Linked DNA regions of Macaca mulatta: region 1 is linked to region 2. Evidence: chromatin contacts called from public Hi-C data. All regions are on one chromosome and are shown on one strand. The core of a region is the stretch at or near the end of the contact, and the rest is flanking DNA. Distances in the headings are between cores, read along the strand shown.

Region 1 (5,917 bases), core at 3,352-5,851, 130 kb after region 2:
CTCTCTGGATCTCATGCTTCACAACGGGAAGACTGCCCTGCTCTCTGCTGCAGTCCTGGGGCTGAACATGACGCCCACAAACTCATATTTGCAGCTGGACGAATGCATGAATGAATAAATGAATGATGAGCACTTTGCCTCTCTTCCCAAGATCAATTGCATGTTGTAGGCTGAATAACTTGCCCCCTCCTCCCCCAGTGCCCATGTTCTAATTACTGGAACTATGCATGTTACCTTCTATGGTCAAAGGGACTTTTCAGATGGGATCAAGTTAAGGATCTTGAGATAGGGAGATGATCCTGGTTTATCTGGGTGGGCTCGATATAATCAAAAAGATCCTAACGAGAGAGAGGTAGGACATCATAGCGGGAGAAGGTGACATGAGGACAGAAGCAGAGGTAGAAGCAGAGGTTGGAGTGATGTGGCCTGGTGCCAAGGAATGCTAGCAGCCTCTAAACCCTGGAAGAGGCAAGGGAGGGACTCTTCTGGAGTCTCTTGGAATGAACCAGTCCAGCTGATACTTTTAAGACCCATTTTGAACTTCTGACCTGCAGAACTGTAAGAAAATTTATTTGAATTATTTTTAGACACTAAACACGTGGTAACGGGTTACAGCAGCAATAGGAGACTGATATGCTTGTCAAACATTGCTGGCACTTCCTGGGTGTTCAGCAGGTATTGAGGGCCATGCAAATGGGAATGACCTTCACCTGTGTCACTGAGAAGCTATTATGGGAGGTCAGAAAGATGTTTGGTCTTGTGATGACACCATGTCACATTATTAGAGAGGAATGGGCCCAGTAGAATTGCCAGAAAGAGAAAATAACCTACGTGTGAGTAATACAGAATTCAAAGAAATGTTTTTTGAAAAAAGAATTTGTCTCAGCTTTCTTAAACTCCACTATTCGTAGGAAAGGCAGATTTAATTTACTAAAAGATAATATCAGTATTTCATAACCATAGTTTTGTTAACATTCCCACACAGGTATAGTGATCCTGTGATATAAAGCGGTACAAAGACTTCCCGGAATGCTATCAGATCCAGCCACAAAGAAAAGAGCCCGTCAATTTTGTGCAATGGGCTGGAGTTATGGAAGAACTCACTCCAGGCAGAGATTATGGCTCTGCGCTGATGGCCCATCCAGCGTGCGTTGTGCTCCATGATTAGATCCAATTGCTGTCTTCTCGGAATGAATCAGGAGCCACGGCTCATCTCAGCGAACCAGAGGGGAGGGCACCTTTCAACTGAGCAAGGGGAAAAGGGTCAGTTCACGCCATTGTCCACGGTCCAGATAAGTTGCTGAAGCGTGACTCTTTGGCAGCGATCTCTGCTGACTCGGGGCTCAAGTGTCACTATGGTCTGAGAGGCCTAAAGGAGGCCTGGATAATCAAAATTTCTGTCCCACCTTCAGTGAAAAGATTCTGTGAAAACTGAGTGGGATTGTGTTATTGAAAACACTTAGTCAATGGGACTGTGTGATATGGGCTTGTGCACAATTTCTGCCATTGTTGTGTCTTGAGCTGTTCTTTTCTTTTTCTTTTTTTTTTGAGACGGAGTTTCACTCTTGTTGCCCAGGCTGGAGTGCAATGGTGCAGTCTCAGCTCACTGCAACCTCCACCTCCCAGGTTCAAGCAATTCTCCTGTCTCAGCCTCCCTACTAGCGGGGATTACAGGCGCCTGCCACCATGCCCGGCTAATTTTATTTTTAGTAGAGTCGGGGTTTCACCATGTTGGCCAAGCTGGTCTCCATCTCCTGACCTCAGGCAATCCACCTGCCCGGGCCTCCCAAAGTGCAGGGATTACAGGCGTGAGCCACCACACCTGGCCGTGTCTGTCTTGAGCTTTTCAAGGGGGCAAAGGAGAGGTCAGTAGAAAGGAAGGAAGGTGTCCAGGAAGGGGACTCTGGTGGGTACTTAAGGTGTAAAATTTAAGGAGACACTGGCTCTCTAGGCCTGACCCTGGACTTTGGGGTCCAGTGGTAATGAAGAGCCTGTGAGACTGCCTAGGTTCAAGGCGTGGCTCTATGGCCACTGACTGAGTGAATTTAGGCAAACTATTCTCAGGGTCTCAGTGACTCATCTGTAAAATGGGCCTAATGATAGCAGCATCTCATGGGACTTGGGGGGAAAATATTCGGTGCCTAGAATAGTATCTGGTACATAGTGAATACTCAAATATTGTAGCTTGCATCATTTTATTACCATTATCCTTAAAGGCAATTTGAGGGACTAAAACAATTTGAAACCCTAACTTTTCTCAACTAACAAGAGGCAACAGAAATAAGAGGAGGGCTGTACCCCCATAGGCTTGTAGTCAGCTGAGCTTCCTGGGAAACGGGAAAGACAGGCTGGCACTGGGGCAGGAACGGAAGCTCCTGTCCCTTCAGTGCTTTTGTTCTACCTCACTCCGGCATTGGAAACCTGGTCACAAATGACTTGCTACTTGCTGGGCTCTGCCTTCCTCCTCATCCATCAAGGGTTCTCCTTGGCTCTCCAATCCAGTGTTCTTAGACCTTTAAAACGCCTTTATTCTCCAGCCAGTGCTGTTGGCCTTTGAGATGTCATTACTGCACACGTAGCTGCTCTGGTGCCTACACAGTGGGAAAAACCATCAAGAGTACACAGATAAACCGAGGCTGCCAACTTCGCACACTCAGCAAGTTCCCTCTGTGGACAATTAGGGCCAAAAGACAAATATTGACACATTAGACTATTTCCTCATTTATTTTCTGTTGATTGTCTGGGCAATCTGATGGGGCAAAATTCCACTTTTCTGATAACTGATTCTTGGCTAATAGAAACAAATAAAGTAAAGGCTTCTGTCCACAATGGGTTGAGCAGGCCCATTTTGTGGAACTGCTAATCGGATTAAATGGACTCCCAGCTCTATTTGCAGCCACCAAACTCCCTTGAACACTTTCCACATCTGAAGGGTACCCATCATGGTGGCGCTCTTGCTGTTGAAATCAACAGCAAGAGGAGAGGAGCACGCAAAGCCTTGAAACTGCAGCAAAGCCTTCTCCGAGTGAACAAAGTACAGGGATGAGGAGAAATGCATGCCGAGTCCTCTCAATTAAGTGGACAGACAGAGAAAGTGGTTCCGGTCAATGGGCTGCAGAAATCTATTTTCCTCCTTAGAAACACATTTTTCCCCTATTTTTCTTCTTCTTCTTTTTTTTCTAAACTGATAAGGAAGGAGAGGAGTGAAAGTGTAAACTTCCGCTACTGTGATCCACACATCTCCCGAAAAACCAGAAGTCCTGCAAAAGTCATCCTCATCAGCATTCTGGGGTGCAACGCATCTTTCTGATTTTGCCAATTTATCTAGAAAAATTACAATTTAATCTATGTTAATAAAAGACCAACAGGGTAACAAGGCCTGTGGTTTTATGTGTCTGGCTGGCGTCTATTAACATTTAAATCTGCATCCATTACATTAGTCCCTTAAAATAAACACAAACATTTATGCGAGTGACAATTCGAGTTAGTCTTAGTCAGTCTTAAATAATGTCACTCAACACGGTATTTGGACCGAAGCCTGTGAATCATGAGGTATATTTTTGCCTACAGTCTGATAATTTTCAAAGCTATTGGCAACCTGGGAATTTTCCTTCCTTATCACCAGGGCTCAGCTAACTTCACTAAGACTAATCAGGCCGGGAATCATTCATTCAAGGATTGCATGATCATGTTTTTCTTTAGCTGTGACAGCTGCCTCAGCCACATTAGCAATGCAGATTAGCCAGCCTAATAGGTTAATGCAGAACACGCGAAAATTAGGTTTAATCCCCAGTGAAATAATCTAACATTTTCACATTTCTTGATGTTGGGATAGACATTGCTGGTGACTCAATTAGGTGTAATGTAGATCAAAGCAAATTTACCTTCTGGCTGAACCTTCCCAATAGTTTAGACAGAAGAATACAGCAAGGGCCCTCTACTAATTGGTGAATAGCTGTGGGGAAAATTGCATTAGGAACATGTAGAATGTGAGCAGAACTCTTTGGCCGAGGACATACAATTGACATATTTTGCAAATATCCACATCTCTCACTTTGCCATGCCTCCCAATGATGTTGCAGCTCAGGGCAGATGCGAACACCTTGTGTACCAACCCATTCATCCTTTGGGCATAACTGCGATAAATGGGAACGCACACACATACACATACACGCTCTCTCTCTCTCTCTCAATCCATACCTTTTTCACGTCCTGTCCAGGAGTATCACAATTGTATTCTGAATGGGCCTGCATTGTAAGAGGAACAGAAAGAGAACGAGAGGGTGTCTAATGTTTTCATTCTGGCGAATCGCATATCAAACACCCATCTCTTTCAATCATAAAGGGAAGGACACAAAAAATTACATGCCCTCAGTTGCCAAATTATTTTTTGCCTTGACATCTTAATTCTTAATCCTTGTGTGTGGTCAAATCAGTCTACTATAGGCAACCAATCAAGCAATTATTTCTAAATTATATTTGCCCAACTCACATTGATTGGCCATTCTTTTCTTATTGGGTTAGCTCATTAATTCTGAGCAGCTCGCTTATTATGCCTTCCACATCATTTTCCTTCCGAGCCTATCTGCTCCAGCCAGCCTGCTGATGTTTCAAGATGCCATACAGGGGAGGGGGAGAAAGCAACCAGCGATGTATGCATTGTCTCCTCTAGCAATTACAATTCACATTGCTGATTAACTTTGATGTGAAAACTAATGAGATAAGACAAGCTATCAAGGCGGGCCTGATCGTCATTCCATTTATACAGCATTTGCCACCGGTGAATGACAAAAAACTAATGAAGACGTATCTGACAGCAGGCTGAGCGGAGGCAGGTTTCGGTTCCCCATCAGCCAGGGCTGGGCTCCCTTCTCATGGTCTATCTGAGACACGTTGGAATTAGCTTAATAATGAAAGCACTTCATCTAAACGGACACATGTTTACATTAAAATAACTACATGATAAATAGATTGCGGAGATTTTATGCCTTCTTGAGTCTAAACAACAAAGTAAAAATGTGTTCTAGTATTCACTAAATCATTCGAAGGAAAATTCAATTTAAGCTATTATACTTACCACTGAGCGTCCCCCCTGTTTATGGGTAACAAATGTTGGTTTTTCAGAGGGTGGGGGAGGAGACGCGACCTGGGAAGAACAGGAATGATTTACTTTGTTAAGATGGTAATGGCAGATAAACAGAAGTACAATATTGGTAAAGCTAATGAACGTTGTTCACACAGTAATAACTTCGTGGTGGGGAAGATCCACTGGAATGGCGTTCCCAGCTGTACATTTTTATAAGTTCTCTTCATTTTCTGAACTCCAACACTGAAGATCTCCGCTTTCTATTTGTGTGTGAAGATGGTTCCATTCCTCTCTACACAAACATGTATGACTTTAGAAAAAACCCAAAGCATTTCTCTGGATATGTTTGTATATTTTTTTCTAACGAATTTACGAGGCAAGGCGGATATTACGTAGGAAATACACATTTTCTTTGGATACAGTTTTTGTTGCTGAGCATTAAATATTTCTAAAAAGTACATGCTTTATTTAGTTGGTTAAATAAAGTAGTTACACAGGAGCTGCAATAAAATTCATAAGTGTTCATATGGTTAAAAGGATTCGAGTGCATTTTTGCCTCTGCAACATCCTTGTTACATTAGCCTTATAAAAATGAAAGGAAGTCAAATGCTGATTGTTTTTATAGATAACACGGCTTCCCCAATGAGTCATTTTGTTACTTTGATAAATCATTTCCTAAAATATAAAAAAAGAAAAAATAAGTTCGTTTTCCTAGAAGCAGTTTTCTTCCTCATAACATATGCAAGTGTATTCTGTTTTTCATACATAAACATCATAGCATATTATTCCACTCTAATATCATGGGAAAAGCCAGAATAAAAAAGTAAAAAT
Region 2 (5,193 bases), core at 568-3,067:
AGGGAGGCGCACTGGGGCTTCAGCACCGAGTCCAGAGGGAGAGGCGAGCGGGGTGAGCGGCAACCGGCGAGCTGGGGTTCGCTGCACACTCATCACCACAGACATTTCAAAAAGAATTAAGCCTTTTGAAGTCAGCCAGAGCTGCGGTTTGTTAATTGACACTGTTCAACTGAGTGACAATTGTTACGCTCAGTGGGGGCTACCCACTCCCTTCCTCCCTCCCCCCGCTTTTTCTCTTATAAAATAGGAGTTGGCTCCTTGGTTCTCCGTTCTTCTGTGCCAAGGGGCAGGATTTATTTAAGACGGCAAGGGCTTTGGCGATTCTGTGCGTTGAAGTCTTTCTTATATTTGTGTGAATGTACTTCAGGAAGGCCGCGTTAAATTCTTTCTCTCCAGATCCCGAAGGGTCGCCGCTGCCCCCCTCTTCGGAACATGAGCTGGAAAGGCCCTCTTAGTGGGTCCCGTGACCTGGAGCGACTTAGTCTGAGACTTTGGGGACAGGGTGGGAGTCTTTCCCCTTCCTTGACACTGGGAGGAGCCAGGGAGCAGGGGGTTCTGGGTACGCGGCTACAGGGAAGGTTCCAGACACGTCGAGAGTGGGAAACTTAAATTCCCCTCTCTGGTGTAGGCGCAGGCTTTGGCTCCAGGGTCTTTTCCGGGTAAGGTGTCGCTGCCCGCTTAAGATGGCATGATAGGTAGCAGGGGACTCAGCGTGTCTTCACTCTCCACTTGGCCTTGAAGTGGGGACGCTGAGCCGCGCTGCTCCTTGGCGATTCGGGTTTCTGTTCGCAAACAGCTCAATTGCGAGGCCCAAGTATACCTAAAGCAAAACCTTGGCCGTGGGCCTTCAGCACGGCCCTCCAGGGCTGGGGAAGATACCGCGATGCCCAGCCGGCCACGCCGCCAGATCTGGCCTTGCGTATCCGCCTCCAAAGATCCAAGGCCGGCCTGGGGCTGTTCAGTCGAGCCTAGGCAGAGCCCGGAGCTGCTCCATCACCGCCCCTGCCCCCAGGCGGTCGCGCCCTCACCCCGAGCGCACTCCGCCCCGACCCACCCCCGCGTGCCCCCGCGAGCCTCTGGCCCCTGCACGCAGCTAGGGGGCTGTGTTCCATCTCCCACCTACGTCCCCACGGTGGCGCAACCGAGGAACCCTTTCTTGCCCAAGGCCAAGCCCAAGCCCAATCGAGGCAGCTTTTCCAGGAGGCAGGAACTGGGCGGTTAAATTCGAAGGAGCTGGAAAACACGTCTTGCCCGGCTCCACAGTTAGCTGCCTGCGCAAACGGAAGCGCTGAGCTACGCGGTGGAACTGCCGAGCCGCTCGCAAGGCTGCTCCAACCTGAGGCCCGAGTCCCTGGAGCTGGCGGCGGCAGACTGCGTCCCTGGGGACACTGGAGGGGATTCCAGGGACAGCGTGGGTGGGCCTTTCCCCCAGCACGCGCCTCTCACTGTCTTTCTGGGCCAGAGCCGGGGCAGCGCTTTAAATTAAGGTCGACCTCCAGCTCTGGGTGAAGTCTTCGTTCCGCCCGATCCCGGCCCAGGAACCCTAGGTGAGGGTGGTCGGGGTTTGGCTGGGGCTAGCGGGTCAGCCCTTATGTCAGCTATTTCTGCCCCCACCCCGATCACTTCTCGATGCCGGTCCCGGCGCTCCCTCCCTCGCCCGCGCTCCCCGCACGTCGCCGTGTTTACCAGCGCGTTTTGTTCCCCAGTCGGATTCCCGGCCGAGGGGCTGTAACCGTGTTCTCCTCCGACGGAAGCTAATCAAGTAATTTCCCCATCCCAGCCCCATCAAATTGCTCTTTAGCTGTTGAACCGCGGAGTTTTGCTCGCCTTTTCACATGCTAATCACGCCCATTCAGCGGCTCTCGGTGGGGCTGTTTGTCGCGGGGTAAATCTCCTTGTTTGCCCGCTGCATGATTAATTGATATTGTTGTCTGGCTTTTGTGGGGACGGCAAGGAGCTGAAAGGCGGCGCGTAGTGGCTGCGTCGGGGCCGCTGGCGACATCATCGGGCTGCAGAGGTCCCGGCGAGGTCGGGCCGGGGCTGATGACATTATGGGCCCGATTTGGTTTTCCTTATTAGAAACATGATGAAAGACTTGGAGACCTCCGGTCTTACAACCCGCCCCCCCCAACTGGGTGCAGAAACCGCACGGCGTTTAAGCCACAAGCTCAGACAAAGCCCTGGTGTTTGCTCAATTCAGGGGGAAAAGTGGGTGTCACTTCCTCACGCAGGAGGCAATTAAATCTTATTTCGGCCCGCCCGGGATTTCAATAGAGTTGAACATGAACGCACAGCATAGTGGTTTGGTTTCACAAAGAACAAAAAGAAAAAAAATGTTTTGGGGTTTAGCGGTTGTAAAAGCAGGAACTTTCTAAGGTTAAAATCCCCCAAAAAATAAGTAAACGGAAGCCAGAGCCTCCCTTGTAGGCAGCGATGGAGGAAAGTCGCGCAGAGGCCCTTCCACGCCAGGCCCCTAGCGATGCAGTTTGCGGAAACGCGACTCCCTTCTAATCGCAGGCTTCGGTGAAACCCGGGGCTAACGCTGAGGTAGCGCGATTCCCAAGGCCCGCGTCCGCCTACAAGCCAATGTTTTATTTGACATCACTGGTCCCTGCTCGTGGCTGGTATTTTCTCGCCGACCACAGGTGTGCAGTCAAACCAACAAATTCCTCCGCCCCCTATACTCTCCCACCCTCTCCCCTGAGCACTGGGGTTTTATCCTCTACGGACATCCCTAAAAACTTGAAGATTCAATTAAATAATTCCAGTTACGAAGTGCTACTACCGCCTGCTTATCGCAAATATTTCCTTCTTCGAGTTCTTAAAAAAAAAAAAAAAAAAAAGCAAAGAGAAGAAAAGAAACTGTCGCTTTCGCTTTCACTGCGCGCGGGGTAATTGATAGGCGCCATCGGAGGTCAGAATTTGCATAAGAATTAAGAGCAGTAAATTAATTTAATATTCCATGCACATCTCCAATTATTCCTGGAGACCTTTGTCTCCGCGGCTGCCAGAGAGGGGATTCAGCTGCTCTTCAGCCAAACAACATCTGTGCGGTTAATAATTTGATAAACAGCTCATACAAATAGTTTCTGAATTATCTGGCAGCCCAATGACTATTCAGTTTGGAAACGTTTTGGCAGGGTCTCCCGGAGTCCTCTGAGAGCCTCAGGCGCCCGCCCTGACAAATGTCTTCTTATCTTTTAAACATCAGCAGACGACAATGTGTAAAATAAGTAATTATCATTAAGTAATAACTCTAACCCATATATATATATAAAAAGAAGCGCGCCTGAGTCATCAGGGTGTCAGCAGGTCGTCTGTCAGGTACCCCAAGATGAAGAAATACGTTGGGGAGTGGGCTGGGTGAAGAATGACCTGAAGGGGAAGAGAAGACCTGGGTGCTGGCAGGGGCTGGATAGGGATGGGGAGCTGTGTTTTTCAAGGTCATATATTTAAATTGAGTGACAATTTGTGCATGGAAATATCTGCAAGGAAGGCTCACAGTTGCCACTGGGAAGGAACCAAAGTAGGTGGGCTACAAGGAGACCAACTTTCTGCTGTGTTATTTCTTGAATCTTTCACTTTTCTCCCCACATGCAGGTATTGTTTATTTCAAATGTAAATACAAGAAAATAAATTGCGTTTAGCAGAAAGCAGGGTAAATTATTTTGGCTGGATATTGTCCTGCCTGGCTTGGGGCTATCCTCCTCCTGACCACTGTCCTTCCTTCCTTCCTATCTTTACCCTCAGCCAGTGCACCCTCATCCTGATAGCAACTTCCCAGAAAGCACAGATTCATCCAAAACCGTGGAGAGGGCACACAGATTCAGCCAAAGCATTGAGTTGGCCCAAACTGGAAAGGAGGCACTTGTAGGATGAGGCCATTGTGTTGTTAAAACAGGCCTGAATTTAAACACTTACCCCTTGCTCTTCTTGTCTTTACACTAAAGATTTCATGGCTGCGATTATGTTCTTAAATCTTTCTGTTACCCAGAGCAGAGCCTGTTCCTGCTAAAAAGTCTAGAAAGGAACGATTTGATCTTGAATGAGACTCAGGATGCTCTAATTCGTGCAACCTGCACATTGCAACTCTGTTTACTCCAAGCCTGTGTTTACCCTGGAATTTTTCTGCACCCTCTGCAATATAATAGGATGTTTGAGGAGGATCTTTATCTCTCTGTCTATACATTCCTACATGTTTGATGTATACACCTCACCCATTCAATATTCTACTTTCTATTTCCTATACTGCTGACAATCTAAGTACTTGAAGCCACTGAAAACTACCTAGGAGTTCTGAGAAGTGTCAAAGCAGTAATATGCTAGAGCTTTGTCCTGGTACTCTAATGAGCCCCGGTAGCATTGCGCTTTAAATACAGACAAACCCTTCAGACTACAGGTTTAAATATACAACTTTACAATGAATACAATGCTTGCCTGGGCTCAATGGAAGAATTACTTTTCCAGAAAAGAAGACATTGTGTCACAAGAGTATGACAATAGCATTTCTACCGGGCACATTCATTTCTATTTTTAACATTTTCTTCTTGCATTTCATTAGTTTTTTTCCCCATAGAACTATAGACACTGCTGGGCCATGCAGGCTTTTACACATATAAAAATCGTCTCTGTTATTTATGATTGGGGGTCTCTGTCTGCATCCTATTATTAATTTCTGACTTTGATTCAGACTCCTCTAGTCAGCAGAATGATTTGAAAACATTTCTTTTCTTAAATGGAACATTTTCAATCCTTTGGGGAAGCATTCTAATTTTAAACACCAACATATTCAATTTCTTAATCTGCAGCCACTGGTGTTGCTCATTTTTATGTACAGAGCCTATCCCCTTTGGCGCTAGTTCATTTATGCTTGATATTTATCTTCTTTACATTTGTTTGACTATTTTTCAAGGCAGTATATGGGCAAAAAATGGCTACTAAACAAGAAGGCAAGGAGCTTGGATTATATTTTTGACTATGGAAGTAAAGCTACAGAACATGGAAATGTTGAGAATTTTTTTTTCTAAACTAATGAGCCCTCTCCAGAAAAGCCGTCTGGATACCATTAAAGTTGATGCGTTTGGAAGGCTTATCCTGATAAATGCTTGGCTTTTTTGGTGATTAGACATGTATTTTCAACACAGTCTACTAACTGAGACTGAGGTTTGCATTTGGAGGGAGGTTTGTTGAGCC

Evidence for each region. A called contact is a pair of places that touch in the nucleus more often than the background predicts.
Region 1: a Hi-C map of fetal cortex germinal zone shows a contact between it and region 2, with 4 times the contacts expected there. The contact joins two enhancer-like sites. A contact is called at or near these places in 2 of 14 Hi-C or Micro-C datasets (fetal cortex germinal zone and fetal cortical plate).

What each region holds. Positions count from the first base shown.
Region 1 is chr10:63,077,025-63,082,941 of T2T-MMU8v2.0, forward strand. No RefSeq gene overlaps it. Among named protein-coding and RNA genes, the nearest start is that of KIZ, 150 kb to the left of the region's middle. Within about 2 kb of position 4,602, at least 2 of the 40 cell types and tissues checked have an H3K27ac peak or open chromatin away from gene starts, as enhancers often do. A contact at or near this core is called in fetal cortex germinal zone, where this site is marked.
Region 2 is chr10:62,951,339-62,956,531 of T2T-MMU8v2.0, forward strand. LOC144332029 (a long non-coding RNA gene) reads left to right here. Exons shown (of 3, transcript XR_013399732.1): 2 at 1-5,193. Among named protein-coding and RNA genes, the nearest start is that of KIZ, 28 kb to the left of the region's middle. Within about 2 kb of position 1,818, at least 11 of the 40 cell types and tissues checked have an H3K27ac peak or open chromatin away from gene starts, as enhancers often do. A contact at or near this core is called in fetal cortex germinal zone, where this site is marked.